Regions from separate parts of the Mus musculus genome. Here region 2 is linked to region 1. A link is a contact called in public HiChIP or PLAC-seq data. All regions are on one chromosome and are shown on one strand. The core of a region is the stretch at or near the end of the contact, and the rest is flanking DNA. Distances in the headings are between cores, read along the strand shown.

Evidence for each region. HiChIP or PLAC-seq counts read pairs in DNA pulled down with a chosen protein or histone mark.
Region 2: an H3K27ac HiChIP or PLAC-seq map of embryonic stem cells shows a contact between it and region 1, with 2.1 times the contacts expected there. The contact joins two enhancer-like sites. A contact is called at or near these places in 1 of 15 datasets of contacts at CTCF or cohesin (embryonic stem cells), 6 of 484 Hi-C or Micro-C datasets (the HL-1 cell line, embryonic stem cells and erythroblasts) and 4 of 115 datasets of contacts at active chromatin or transcription factors (all in embryonic stem cells).

What each region holds. Positions count from the first base shown.
Region 1 is chr9:115,166,253-115,172,661 of GRCm38.p6, reverse strand. Osbpl10 (oxysterol binding protein-like 10) reads right to left here. Exons shown (of 12, transcript NM_148958.3): 5 at 5,370-5,580. Among named protein-coding and RNA genes, the nearest start is that of Gm4665, 17 kb to the left of the region's middle. Within about 2 kb of position 2,976, at least 13 of the 459 cell types and tissues checked have an H3K27ac peak or open chromatin away from gene starts, as enhancers often do. A contact at or near this core is called in embryonic stem cells, where this site is marked.
Region 2 is chr9:115,358,731-115,364,895 of GRCm38.p6, reverse strand. The region is part of intron 2 of Gm30762 (a long non-coding RNA gene); the gene reads right to left. Among named protein-coding and RNA genes, the nearest start is that of Gm30762, 14 kb to the right of the region's middle. Within about 2 kb of position 2,270, at least 12 of the 459 cell types and tissues checked have an H3K27ac peak or open chromatin away from gene starts, as enhancers often do. A contact at or near this core is called in embryonic stem cells, where this site is marked.

The DNA.
Region 1 (6,409 bases), core at 1,727-4,226:
ATAAATATGGCCCAGTATGGAGAAAGCCAGTCTGTCCCCTGGTTTAGTTTCACTTGCCTCGCCTGGTCCCCTCCCCCCCCCACCTCTACCCCCCACCCACGTTGAACCCTGTTGGCTAGGGATCCAATGCTTGTATCCCCAGTCCATTCATATTTTGTTGTCTTCATCTCTAATCTAACAAGATCTGAGGTCGGAATTTTCTAGAAGTAATTAGCATTGAGTGGGATCATCAGCTAGAACCTTCAACAGGATCTGTATCCTTAAAAACAAAAGACCAGAGCTGTCACCTCACATGCACAGCAGGAGGAAGCCCATGTTGGGAGTGAGGAAGGGCAGTGCCCATCAGTGGGGGAGGGGAACCCCATCAGCCAGAGCCTGGCTTGGATGCCCAGTCTCCGGCACTGCCAAATACATGCATCTGTTGGTCGCACCATGGCGATTGGAGCTTTAGCTGACTGAAGTCCTTTCTATGTCAAATCTTGACGGTCTGTTCATTGTGGGTTGGTTTTACGTTAATTTTAAAGTACAGCATATTAAAGCATCACTTATCACAATTCCTGAGCTGTTTCCGCATTAATGTACGCACATGCATCTATAGTTCTGTATGTGTGCGCACACATACGCACATACACGAGTGTGCACTCCCACAGGTACATGTAAGCATGATGGTCAGAAGACAGTTGACGGGGTTTGGTTCTCTCTACCATGTGGCTCCCAGGGACCAAGTCAGGTGATGAGCCTTGGCAGCAAATATGTTTACCAGTGAGCCACCCCAGAGTCTAATTCCTGAGTTTTGGGGCACTAGAATTCTCTGCTCCGGCCTGTTGTCTCATTGGTTTTATCTGAGCCCTGAACTGATAATTTTTCTAAACATAATGATATATCTCACATCACAAAGTGATTGAATTAACCATTGGCATGTAGAAAAATATCATACTACTATGAAGAGTGCCAACAGACAAGTGCTTGCCACACAAATGTGAAGCCCTGAGTTCAATACCCAGCACAGCCACATGGATACAACATACACACATAGGGATAGCCCACACGTAACGTCCCCAAAATAGTGTCTAGTGAGCAGGGAGCTCAAGCGTGCCTTGTCTTCCTCACTAACTTATCCTGGCTGGGATAAGTACAAAATATAGGTTCAAGAAGGCTTATGCCGGGCGGTGGTGGCGCACACCTTTAATCCCAGCACTCGGGAGGCAGAGGCAGACGGATTTCTGAGTTCGAGGCCAATCTGGTCTACAAAGTGAGTTCCAGGACAGCCAGGACTATATGGAGAAACTCTGTCTTGAAAACCAAACAAACAAAAAAACCAAACAAACAAAAAAGAAGGCTTGTTAAAAACAAAACAAAAGCATATACAACACAAACTGCCTTTATGGTTTATGCATTCTCCAAAATCTCAAAGGCAGGATAAGAGAAATACAGTTTTTGTAGCAAAAAAATAAAAACAAAACAAAACAAAAAAAACCAACCAATATGGAATGTGGATCAAAACCCACCAGGTACATATCAGAGTGAGGGTCTCCAGGTTAACAGTGAAAGAACAGCCTGCATCCTTCTTTCTCTCTTTCTTTTCCCTTTTCTGAGCCAGGCTGGTTTCAAACTCACAATCCTCCTGTCTCCCAAGTGCTGGGATCTCAGGTGTCTCCTGGGAGCCTCAATGTGCTGAGTGTCACCAGCCCTCTGACCAGTGATGTCCCCAGGAAGCCTCTCCCGCTGGTTCCTGGTGACCTCATCTCTCAGGTTCAATAAACCATCTCGGGGTTTCAGAGTCAGGCTGTAGCCTTCAAAGTGGATAAAAGTGTGAGGCGTATCTGGGGCAGAAAGCCAGTGTTCCTAACTTGTATGTGTGTAGAGGAATGGAAATGGTACCCGTGCATGCAGAGACCGTTGGAAATGGTGTGCACACGTGTGTGCAGAGGCCACAGGAAACTTCCGGGTGCCAGTCCTCAGGTGCTGCCATCTTGTGTTTTTGAAACAGTGCATCTCTCATTTGGCCTGGAACTTGCTGACTGAACTAGCCTGGTTGGCCAGCCCTGGATCCTTCCCGTCTCTACCTCCTCCATCCAATGCTGGGATAACAAATGCATGAGGTGCCTGGCAGCAAGGCTTTTCCCACCTTTCTTTTTAACCCGAGTTTGAGGACTGAACTTGGGTCCTCACACTTACATGATAAGCACTGTATTGAAAGAACCATCTCCTGGTCCCTGGCTACCTGCCTTCTTTATGGAAAAATTGCCACTCAAGAACTTTGTTTTGACTGATTAGAAAGCTCACCCACCTGAAACACACCTCGAGGTTAGCTCGTAGCTTTTCCTACCTATCTTACTGATGGGCATGATCTCATTTCTCATTGTCTTAAAGCCATATAATAAAAGTGACTGGCAGTGGGCAGTTTTGCCAGAAGGAGGGAGCAGACAGAAAAGGCAGGCACTGAGTGGAGGAGGAGGAGAAAGGGAAGTGGGCACCAGGAAAGCCCAGGATAGCCATGAGCATCACCTGTCACCATTTCCAGTGGGACATGCCTATCAGCAGCACTTTCCAGGAATCTTAGGAGAGGAGGAGAATGTTCTAGAACATGAGAGAGGGACTATGGACCTTCTACCCCAGCTCTCCCGGTACCTGATTTGCTTCAGTCCTTATTCAGGCCCACCCATGTGAGGAGTGGGTGTGGCCTCCGCCCCAAGATGGCGCCCAGGACGGCTGCCAGGTCTTATGACCTGCATCTGACTTCCTCATTACCTCAGACTTAGCCACATCCCAGCTGCCCGCACTGCGCAGACGCCATGCCTCGTCAGCTCGCCTGAGGTGTTGTCACTTGCTGTGAACCAATGGACTGCCGTTTTGGGACTGGGGTGATTGGGAGGAGTCAGTAGGGTATTTAAGGCGCGCCCCGGGGTTGTTCCAGGGATTCCTGCATTGCAATGCCAAGTGTTCCTGAATAAAACCTGCTTGTAGAAGGACAATGTGGTGTTACATCTTTCCTGCTGGTAGGGGTGGATGTGACACACCCAAGTCACCGTCCTGACAGAGCTAGCCCTAGCACCTCATTTCCCAAGCCCACTTTGCGCCCAGCAGGCTGGAGATCCAGCTCTGACTCAGAAGCACACTGAGCGGTTACAGCCCTTGCTGGGAGCTGGATCTCCACTCCCTGAACAGTGAGCCTGGAAGTAAGTAACCAACAAGAAAGAGAACAAAGTCCTTTGAACCCCAGTCCCTTCAAGTTTCAATTCCCCTCCATGCTGAGAACCCAAGTGCAGTCCCAGCTCCAAGCTCCTGGCCGTGTCTGCTCACTTTTTATGTAGATCTAGGGCTGGTGAAAGACAGACTCGCAGCCCCTCCTGACCAGGCACATGTCCCCATTGAGCTGATGGTGAGGAATGGAGAGAAAACTGCACGCTTCAAGCCTTGACTGAAAAGCCCAATCACTTTATTCTTCCTTGCAAACCTCTCTAAAAAACATTCGAGATGCCCCACCCACACCCCACCCCCCCCAGAGACGGTCCTGGGAGTCAGGTTGCACAGGAGGGAGCAGGTACGTATGCCTGGGACAAAAGATGGACCAGAGTGTGACATCTTTAGATAATGGCGCCTCAGCCAACCAGATTCCCAGAAGACGCTCAGAAACCTTTCAGGACATGAACTACTCTGATATCACAAGGGGCAGGGGTAGATATCAGTAGAGTGTTTGCCTAGCAGGCACAAAGCCCTGGGTTCGGTTCCCAGTACTGAATAAAGTATGGCGCTTCTATTCCCAATGGTTGGGAGGTAGAGGCAAGAAGACCAGGAGTTCAAGGTCCTTGGCCATGTCTGAAAGTCTGTCTTTAAAATTAGTGTTCACTGTTTTAGAAACCATAGGTAGGAACGTGTAAGTCTTGAGAGTTGGGAGCGGAGGAGACGAGTCACCTATCAAGTTTCAGGCTCCCTCCCACTAATCGAGTCACGTGTGACGGCACAGTGGTGAGCTAAGATGCCTTCCAGCTTCTGGCAGGGTTTTCTGACAAAATGGTCATGAAGGATGGGTGGGGGCCGGGGAGACAGCTCAGTGGATGAAGTGCTTAGTGTAACCTCGAGGGCTGAGTCTGACCTCTACCACCCGTGTTAAAATTAAAAAGCAGGTACGCTCAAGAGTTTGAGAAGGCAGACACAGGTAGGTCCTCAGCCACCCTGTCTGGACAAGCTAGTCTACTGTACTTTTTAAAAAAATATTTATTTTTAATTAAGTGTATGTATATGGCACAGGAGGGAGCAGTATGGTGGATACATGCATTTGAGTGTAGGCATCTGTGGAGGCCAGAGGGGAGTGTCAGATTCCTGGGGCTGGAATTACAGTCAGCTGTGGGCCACGTGATGTGGGTGCTGGGAACCTAGCTCTACCAAGTGCTCTTAACCCTGGGCCGTCGCGACACTGCCCCCATACTATTCTTATAACCTTTCTGAAGCCTGAAATCATTTATTTATGAGGTTTGGGTTTTGGTTTGTCTTGAGACAGAATATTGAACCATCTTCCCTCAAGTTATTTTTGTCTTTAGTGTTGAGTTTAACCTTCAGTGATGTCTTTCTGCCTGCTGACTACTTACTCGTCAGATAGAACTGAATTCTCTTGGAGCCATATGTTCCTGCCTCTGGCTTTTGGAAGAGGAACTAGCAATGTTTCTGGAATGTTCTTCAGCATGACCAGCCCCATGGGAGGCCTGCATGACACTGTCCCTAGAGGGACTTGCATAAACCTATCCTTTAGAGGGAGTGAATAGGACAGAGAGGAGAGGTCACATGTAGCGTCTGTCATCCATTGTGGCTGCTAAACCGTGGAGGATGAATGCCATGGAAACACTGGGTGGAGGGTACCCGGTGACAGCTCTGAAAGGTGGTGTGCTGAGGATGGGAGTTACAGACAGAATAAAACATCAGGACCAGGCTGCCAGATCTGCAAGGACACTTGACAGCCTGTGGATACACACTGGGTGCATTTTTATAGGATTGGTACACCACTGGGGAGGAGGGACAGAAACTTAGCTGGACTGAAGGATAGCTGGGTGGATAGAGAAAATGTAGGGCATGGTGGTCCATACCTACAACTACCATACTAAGAATGCTGAGGCAGGAGGATCACCATCAGATCAAGGCTAGCCTAGGCTACGTAGTGAGTTCAAAGCTGCCCTGGACTACATGTTAACATCCTATCTCAGGAAAGTAAGAAGGAATGAATGGGTGGGATGGGATGGAGGCACACACATGCAAACAGGAAGAACGCATGGGATGAGATGCACACATGTAATCACACATGTAACTACACATGTGTGATGAGGACAACTGGACCAGCTGCAGGGAAGGGGGGGTGCCAGGAGTCCAGCACTCACCTGAGGCGCCTGGCTTGTGGCTGGGTGGCGCCGCCTGGCGCACACTCTGCTGGAGCAGGCTGAGGCACTCCCCAAGACAGCTGAGGGTGGCGGCAGAGGTAGCCTTCAGGAGAAGCAGGTCCTGGTCCAAGGCAGTGAGAGGGCCCGAGCCTGGCAGGGACTCAATGGCATGCACGAGGTTCTTCTGCTGGCCTTCCACCTGGTTCATCATCTAGAAAACAAGGACCTGGAGATGAAGGGAGGCTTGCTTTCATGAGGCTCCACACCCGCAGGGAGCTTTGGAGCTGGACAGAGGCAGCAGGCTCTGCCTACAGGGAGCTCTTTGCATGCTTGGCCTTTGCAGTGCCTGTGTCTGGGTCCATCCATTTATGTCCCAAACACTGACCTGAAGAGGGCGTTAGAATGCCACCAGAGCTAAAAGGGATGTCAGGGCCATCAGGTAGTACTTTGCAGGAATTCAAGAAATAAGTCAATAGTCATTACATTAAAACCAGAAGCCCTGGACTAGGGAGAGAGTTCAGTTGGTAGAGTCCTTGCCTGGCATACACAAAGCCCTGTGTTCAATCCACAGCCTCATATAAAACATGCCACACCATGCCTAAAATCCCAACACTAGGAAGGTAGAGGCAGGGGGCGGGTCAGAAGTTCAAGTTCATTCTCTGCTATGTGGTGAGTTCAAAGTCAGCCTAGACTATGAGGTGCCTTTTTTAAAAACGCAAATCTTTGTAACCCCCCTCAACACTCTGTTTCTATGGATGGCTCTCCCTCTCCGAGCAAGAGTTGTCTCTCGATTCTCTTCCAGCTCCAGTTGGTCACTTCTAAGCACTGCCCTCCCCAAGCAGCGTGGAAGGGAGCTGAGGTGAGAAAAGTCATGGTAAAGCCACTGCCACACCATTCCACTCCATAAAACGACCACAGAGGGCACAACTTTCTGTCACCATGGAAGACATGGGGAAGAAGAGGCCAGCTAGGAATAGTAGACTCAGCCCATAACAAAACTTCAGGAAACTGCCTCATGGCCTGCCTTCAGTTGGCCAGCT
Region 2 (6,165 bases), core at 1,021-3,520, 190 kb before region 1:
ATGTCCCCTCAAGCCACAGATTTTTAACCACAATTTAAAAATCCATTCACCTGCTGATGTGTATATGAGCTGTTTCTATATCATGGCTGTGGTGGTTTGAGTGAGAATGGTCCCCCCACAGGCTCATATATTTGAATGCTTGGTTGGGGCGGGGGGGGGGGGGGCGGGGATAGAAGTAGAACTGTTTGGGAAGGATCAAGAGATGTGGCTCTATTGAAGGGGATGTGTTGCTGGGGTAAGCGTTGAGGTTTCAAAAGCCTGCCTCAGTGCTTTCCCCCCCTTCTCTCCCCCTTCCCCCTGCAGATCAGGATGCAGCTCTCAGCTGCTTCCTCAGCACTATGCCTGCCCTCCATCATGCTCCCTGACGTGATGATAATCAGCTAACTCTATAAAGCTGTAAGCAATCCCCCAGTTAAGCTTTTCCCTCTGTAAGTTGTCTCGGTCACGGTGTCTCTTCACAGCACTAGAACGGTGACCCTGGCTATGATGAAGAGCTCATCGGTAAACATGGATATGTAGTTATCCCTATGATCTGTTGACATCCCACTGACCTCAGTGGTGTGGCTGATCATGTGGCATTGGTATCTCTGTCTTCAGAGCATATGTGTAAGGGGGGTGCTATGCATGCTACACATTTGTGTGTAGGTACACTGGCCCATGTGGGCTGTGCGTGTGTGTGAAGGCCAGAGATTAATATCAAGGTATCTTTCGCCCATCTTGTTTTTTGAGACAGGGTCCTTCACTGAATCTGTAGCTCATTGTTTTGGCTAGGCTGGCCGGGCAGCAAGGCCCTAGGATCCTCCTATCTCTGTCCCTAGCTCTGAGGTTACAGGTTCGGTTTCCATCACCATGCCCAGTTTTCATGGGGATGCTGGAGATCTGAAGTGAGGTCTCCATACTTAGGCAGCAAGCACTTTTCCTACTGGGTCATGTCCCCAGAGCTAGGCTTTCAGGAACCTCCATGATGATTTCCATAAATGGCTGCACTCATTTGCATATCCGATAGAAGCGTGAGAGAATCACATGCACACGCACGTACACACACACACACACACACACACACACACACACACACACACCCTGTCAGTATTTGTTGGTGATGATCATTCTAACTGCAGTGAGATGAAATCTCATATCTTTGATCTCCATTTTCTGGATTTTGCAATTAAGTTTTTAAATGAACTTTATCATTGAAAATACTTACAAATAAACATCACACATCAAAATTAGAAAGCTTTTTGGGGGAAAAAAAGAGAAATGCAAATGGCCAATAACTGGGTTTGTTGTTGTTGTTGTTGTTGTTGTGTTGTTTTGGTTTTTTTGTAATATTCTATATCCCTATCCACCAGGTAAATGCAAATTAAAACTACTTGGAGACACCATCTCACCCTGTCAGAATGACTATCACCAAGTCTGACAAACCTTGCAGAGGGTGTGGAGAGAAAAGAGCCTTATTCACTGCTGGTGGGGGTGTAAATTAAACAGCCAGCATAGAACTCTGCTTGGAGATTTCTAAGAGTTTTTACGTGGCCTTTCCTTCACCTTGCCTGGTCTGTGGACAGCTGATGTTGGCTGTTGATAGTGTGACCAAAACACAAGACAAGCATGAAAGAAAAGCTAACAGAAGTTCCAAATGAAAGTGAAACTGCTGGAATTTCAGTTTTAGCTATTGAGCCTGTAGTACTACAAAGACAACTTGCCTTGGCTTCTCATAAAGAGAGTGTGTTAAATATTAACATGGATGCTCTTAATGAGGTGTGTCTTCGTTAGGGTTTTACTGCTGTGAACAGACTCCATGACCAAGGCAAGTCTTATAAAGGACAACATTTAATTGGAACTGGCATACAGGTTCAGAGGTTCAGTCCATTATCATCAAGGCAGGAGCACGGCAGCAACCAGGCAGGCATGGTGCAGGAGGAGCAGAGAGTTCTACAACTTCATCTGAAGGCTGCTAGCAGAATACTGGCTTCCAGGCAGCTAGGATGGGATCTTAAAGCCCACACCCACAGTGACACACCTACTCCAACAGGGCCACACCTTCTAATAATGCCATCCCCTGGGCCAAGGATATACAAACCATAACAGAGGGTCTACCTTAGTCACTCACTGCTCTACTACTCTGAAGAGACACCATGACCAAGGCGTCATATTCAGAAAGCATTTAGTAGAGGGCTTGTTTACAGGTTCCGGTGAGTCCATAACCGACATGGTGGGTGCATGGCAATAGGCAGGCAGGCATGGCACTGGAGCAGAGCTCAAAGCTCATATCTGATTCACAAGCCTAGTGAAACCTCAAGGCTCACCCCCAGTGACACACCTACTCTAACACACCTTGTTGTGGATGTATCCGTGCTGCCTGTATTTTGATGTAAATTCTGCTCTCCCAGGAGGGGTTGTCTGGAAAGAGGAATTAACCACAGACTCAGGTGACTTCTTGTGAAACTCCCAAATGAATAAAGGGATCAATCACTGGGCGAGTAGGGGGACTTCTAGGTTGGACTGAGGGAGAGAGGAAGCAGGAGAGAGTAGGGGCTTTTGACTGGGGATAGCGAAAGGGCAAGATGTACCTGCTAGTGTCTCTCTGTTTCACCAGGATTCGCCACTGGAGGAATTTGATTTCATATGGCTTACAAGATTCGGATTCTAGCTGTTGTGCCCAGAGATGGAGTTACCATTGTTTCAGAACTAAGTTTGTGTGGTGTTTTCCTTCTCGAAGCGACTTGACTGGGTTCCAGAGAGAAAAGTACGGGGGCACAGCGCGGGTTTGCCTGATGTGCACCACAAAGGCCGTGGAGGTTTTGAAGCATGGGGCTGGCGTGGTAACAACCCGCCAGTGGGAGGAGAGTTGGGTGGAGACGGTTCAGAACGCACCCAAGATGAGAACACCCCACTGGTGCCATGTGGTCTGCAGGTGCCCAACATAGTGCAGGATATTGATAGTCTTTTTAATAATTCCTGCAACATGCCTCCTAATCCTTCCTAAATAGATCACCAACTGGGACCCAAACTTTTAAATATATGAACCTTTGGGAGCCATTCTCGTTCAAAGCACCAGAGGGTCCTTCCATTCCAGGCCAGCTATTGACCAAAGCATTCCTCTTTTGCTAGACTGTATTTGTGGATATGGTGTTATTAAATGGCTGGCTAAACTGTCACCTAAGTAATTTCTGTATAGTTTTCTCTCACTGTATAATGATGATCAGTCTGGTCATGTGAACCGTTATGTGATCAGATGGGCTGTGCTAGGGATATCTTCCCTCTATGTGGACTAAGTCATCACACAGAGAAAACCAAACTCCAGTTCATCCCATCCCTGTTCATATTCTAGCTCTCACACCACACCTTCCTCAAAAGTATCTTTCATCTTAGCAACAGCCACAGGGGGATACCACCCAGCACAGCCCCCAGTAGCCTAAGTGATCCTCTCCCCTTTAGAGGCCTCCACTTAGGCAAAGCAGGATCCTTGACATTGTGTTTTGCATGAGAAACATCCCCTGTTGGCCCATGTGTTAGAACGTTTGGTACCCAGTTAGTGGTGCTGTTTAGGGTTGTAATAGAACCTTCAGGAGGCGGAGCCTTGCTGCAGAAGGTGGACGTTGAGGTTTTACAGTCTGGCTCCATTTCCTGTTCCTTGGACTTTCCGGATGCAGTTGAGATGTGTTCAGTCAGCTTACTGACAACAAGGCTGGACCCATAGTTCAGCGGCCATGTCTTCCTCTCTGCAACTCTAAGCTACAACAAACCCCTACCCCCACCCCCACCAAGTAGCTTTTTGTCCAGTTATTTGACAACAGTCATGGAAAGGTAACTAATACACTTGCCTATGGCACAGAAAAGAATGTCACAATGAACCAAAGCTACATTGTTTTAAGTACAGAGATGTGGAGGAAAAGGATAATTCCCACTCCCCCCCCCCAAACAACAACAAAACGTGGGCCTGGGTTTCTCAAGAGAGTCACCCTCAGATGTTTTTACAATGGCTATATGGTGAACTTTCTAAGTTCACCTTCCAAGGCTTAAAATTACAAGATTTGAAGATTCACCACACTTAAAATCTGAGTAAAAATGTGCAGTTAAGTACAAATGCATGTATTGATTCACTTATTTTTCTTTTTTAAGATTTATTTTTATTGTTTTCTATTATGGGGGGGCTATATATACATCAGAGCAAGTGTCTGAGGTCAGCGGTACCCACCCTTCTTAGGGCTACAGATAACACACACCTGGTGGGTGCTGGTGATGGAACTTGGGTCCTCTGGAAGGATCATCAAGTGCTCTTAAACTTGGAGCCCTCTCTCCAGCCACTCTGTCTTTAAGAATTTCCTTTGATAAATACAATCGTAAGATGGTTTTCTGAAGTGTATTTTTTGAGTTTAGGTATGAGAAAGGATCTTTAACACACTTAAAGTCAGCATGGTTTGGTGTTTTTAACATCCTTACCTGAGATGTCTTGAGGGAGACAGGCATTGTCTCTATAGCAACCTCAACTGTATATTGTGTTCGGATTCCCTTCCCACACTATCTTGGTTTTCCCTGCCGTTTTTTGATCCTACATCTGCACAGCCCAGTTTAGATTAGAACCTCAGAAAGACTGAGGATAAAATGTATCCTGAGTCCTTGCAAGCAGTGTTGGAATCACTAATTAGTATTCTGTAGAGCATGACCAGAGGTGATCAAGTGAAGGGCACTCTCATCTCTTCCACTGCCAACTCCCAAGGAACAAGAAGTTTCACTCTACCGTGGGATTTGGAGAGTGGAAAGGCGTGTGTACTTGGAAAAGGCTCCTCTGATACCCTGACACTTCTTCATTTGTTCTTAAGTCGTGTTTCGCTCTTCCTTTCATCGAAGTGTTCTGTGGTTTCATGAAGATATTTATGGAGGTTTGCTGTTTAGTTTGTTTCTTTTTTTGTTTTTTTGTTTGGTTGTTGGTTTGTTTTTTGGTTTTGTTGTTGTTGATTTTGGTTTTGGCTCAGTTATAATGTATTTATCCTCTTCTTTGTCCTTTCAAAAAATATATCTTTTTTTAGTTAGAAAACATACTATATAGCCCAGTCCAGCCTTAAACTTGCAACCCTGGGGCCTCTACTTCCCAAGTGTTGGGATTGCAAGTGTGCCTACAGGCCCTGCAGGACTGTCAGAAGTTGAGGACATAGGCTTTCTTCCCTCTTGTTCTCCTGTCTCCTCATTTTCCTCAGAGTCTTTTCTTTCTCTTATTATTCCTTCTCTCACATAACTCATCACAACATAGAATTCAAGGATTCTTGTTGTTGGGTTTTTTGTTTGTTTGTTTGTTTGTTTTTTAAATAACTCTCCTTGGTGGAGATGTTGGAAAGACAGCTCAGCAGTTAAGAGTGGATACTGCTATTGCAGTTACTAAACTAACATAAGTTTAGTTCCCAGTAGCCATATTGGGCCACTCCCAGCTGCCTGTAACTCTAGCACCAGGGGATCCAGTGTCTCTAGCCTCTGATGGCTTCTGCACTCATGTGCACATATCCCCTAACACACACACATGCACACACACACACACACACACACACACACACACACACACACAGAGGCATACACGAATATACACATAATTAAAAATCATAAAAATACATCTCTTTAAAAATAACTTTCTCTCTTTTGTAACATTTAAAAAGTGTGTGTGTGTGTGTGTGTGTGTGTGTGTGTGTGTGTGTGTGTGTGTGTGTGTGTGTGTGTGTGCGTGCATGTGTGTTTAAATTTGTCTTTGGCATTCACCTTCTTTTCTCATTCTGGGCACTACTAGCCCTTTTACCCAGGGATCCTTTGTTATATCCTATGTTGTATGAGATGGTTAACAATGTGGTTGCCTTTAGGTATTCTCGGGAATCAATTTCAGGACCTCTATACCAAAATCTACAGATGCCCCACTTCCTTCTATAAAATCCGAAGTGTTTGCATGTAGCCTTTGTATGTGTATTTCATGTGCCTGCAATAATATCAATGGTTTATGATGCCCGGGATTCGTTGTTTTCCTCAACACTGTGGTGAACTACCCAAATGGGACAGCTTCCGGGAGGAATCGGTTACTTCAGCTCACCATTCAAGGGGTACAGCTCATCGTGCCAAAGAAGGTGTGGGAGACATCATGGTGGCTGATGCACACAACTGGGACTCCTTGCAACTCAGTGCACCAGG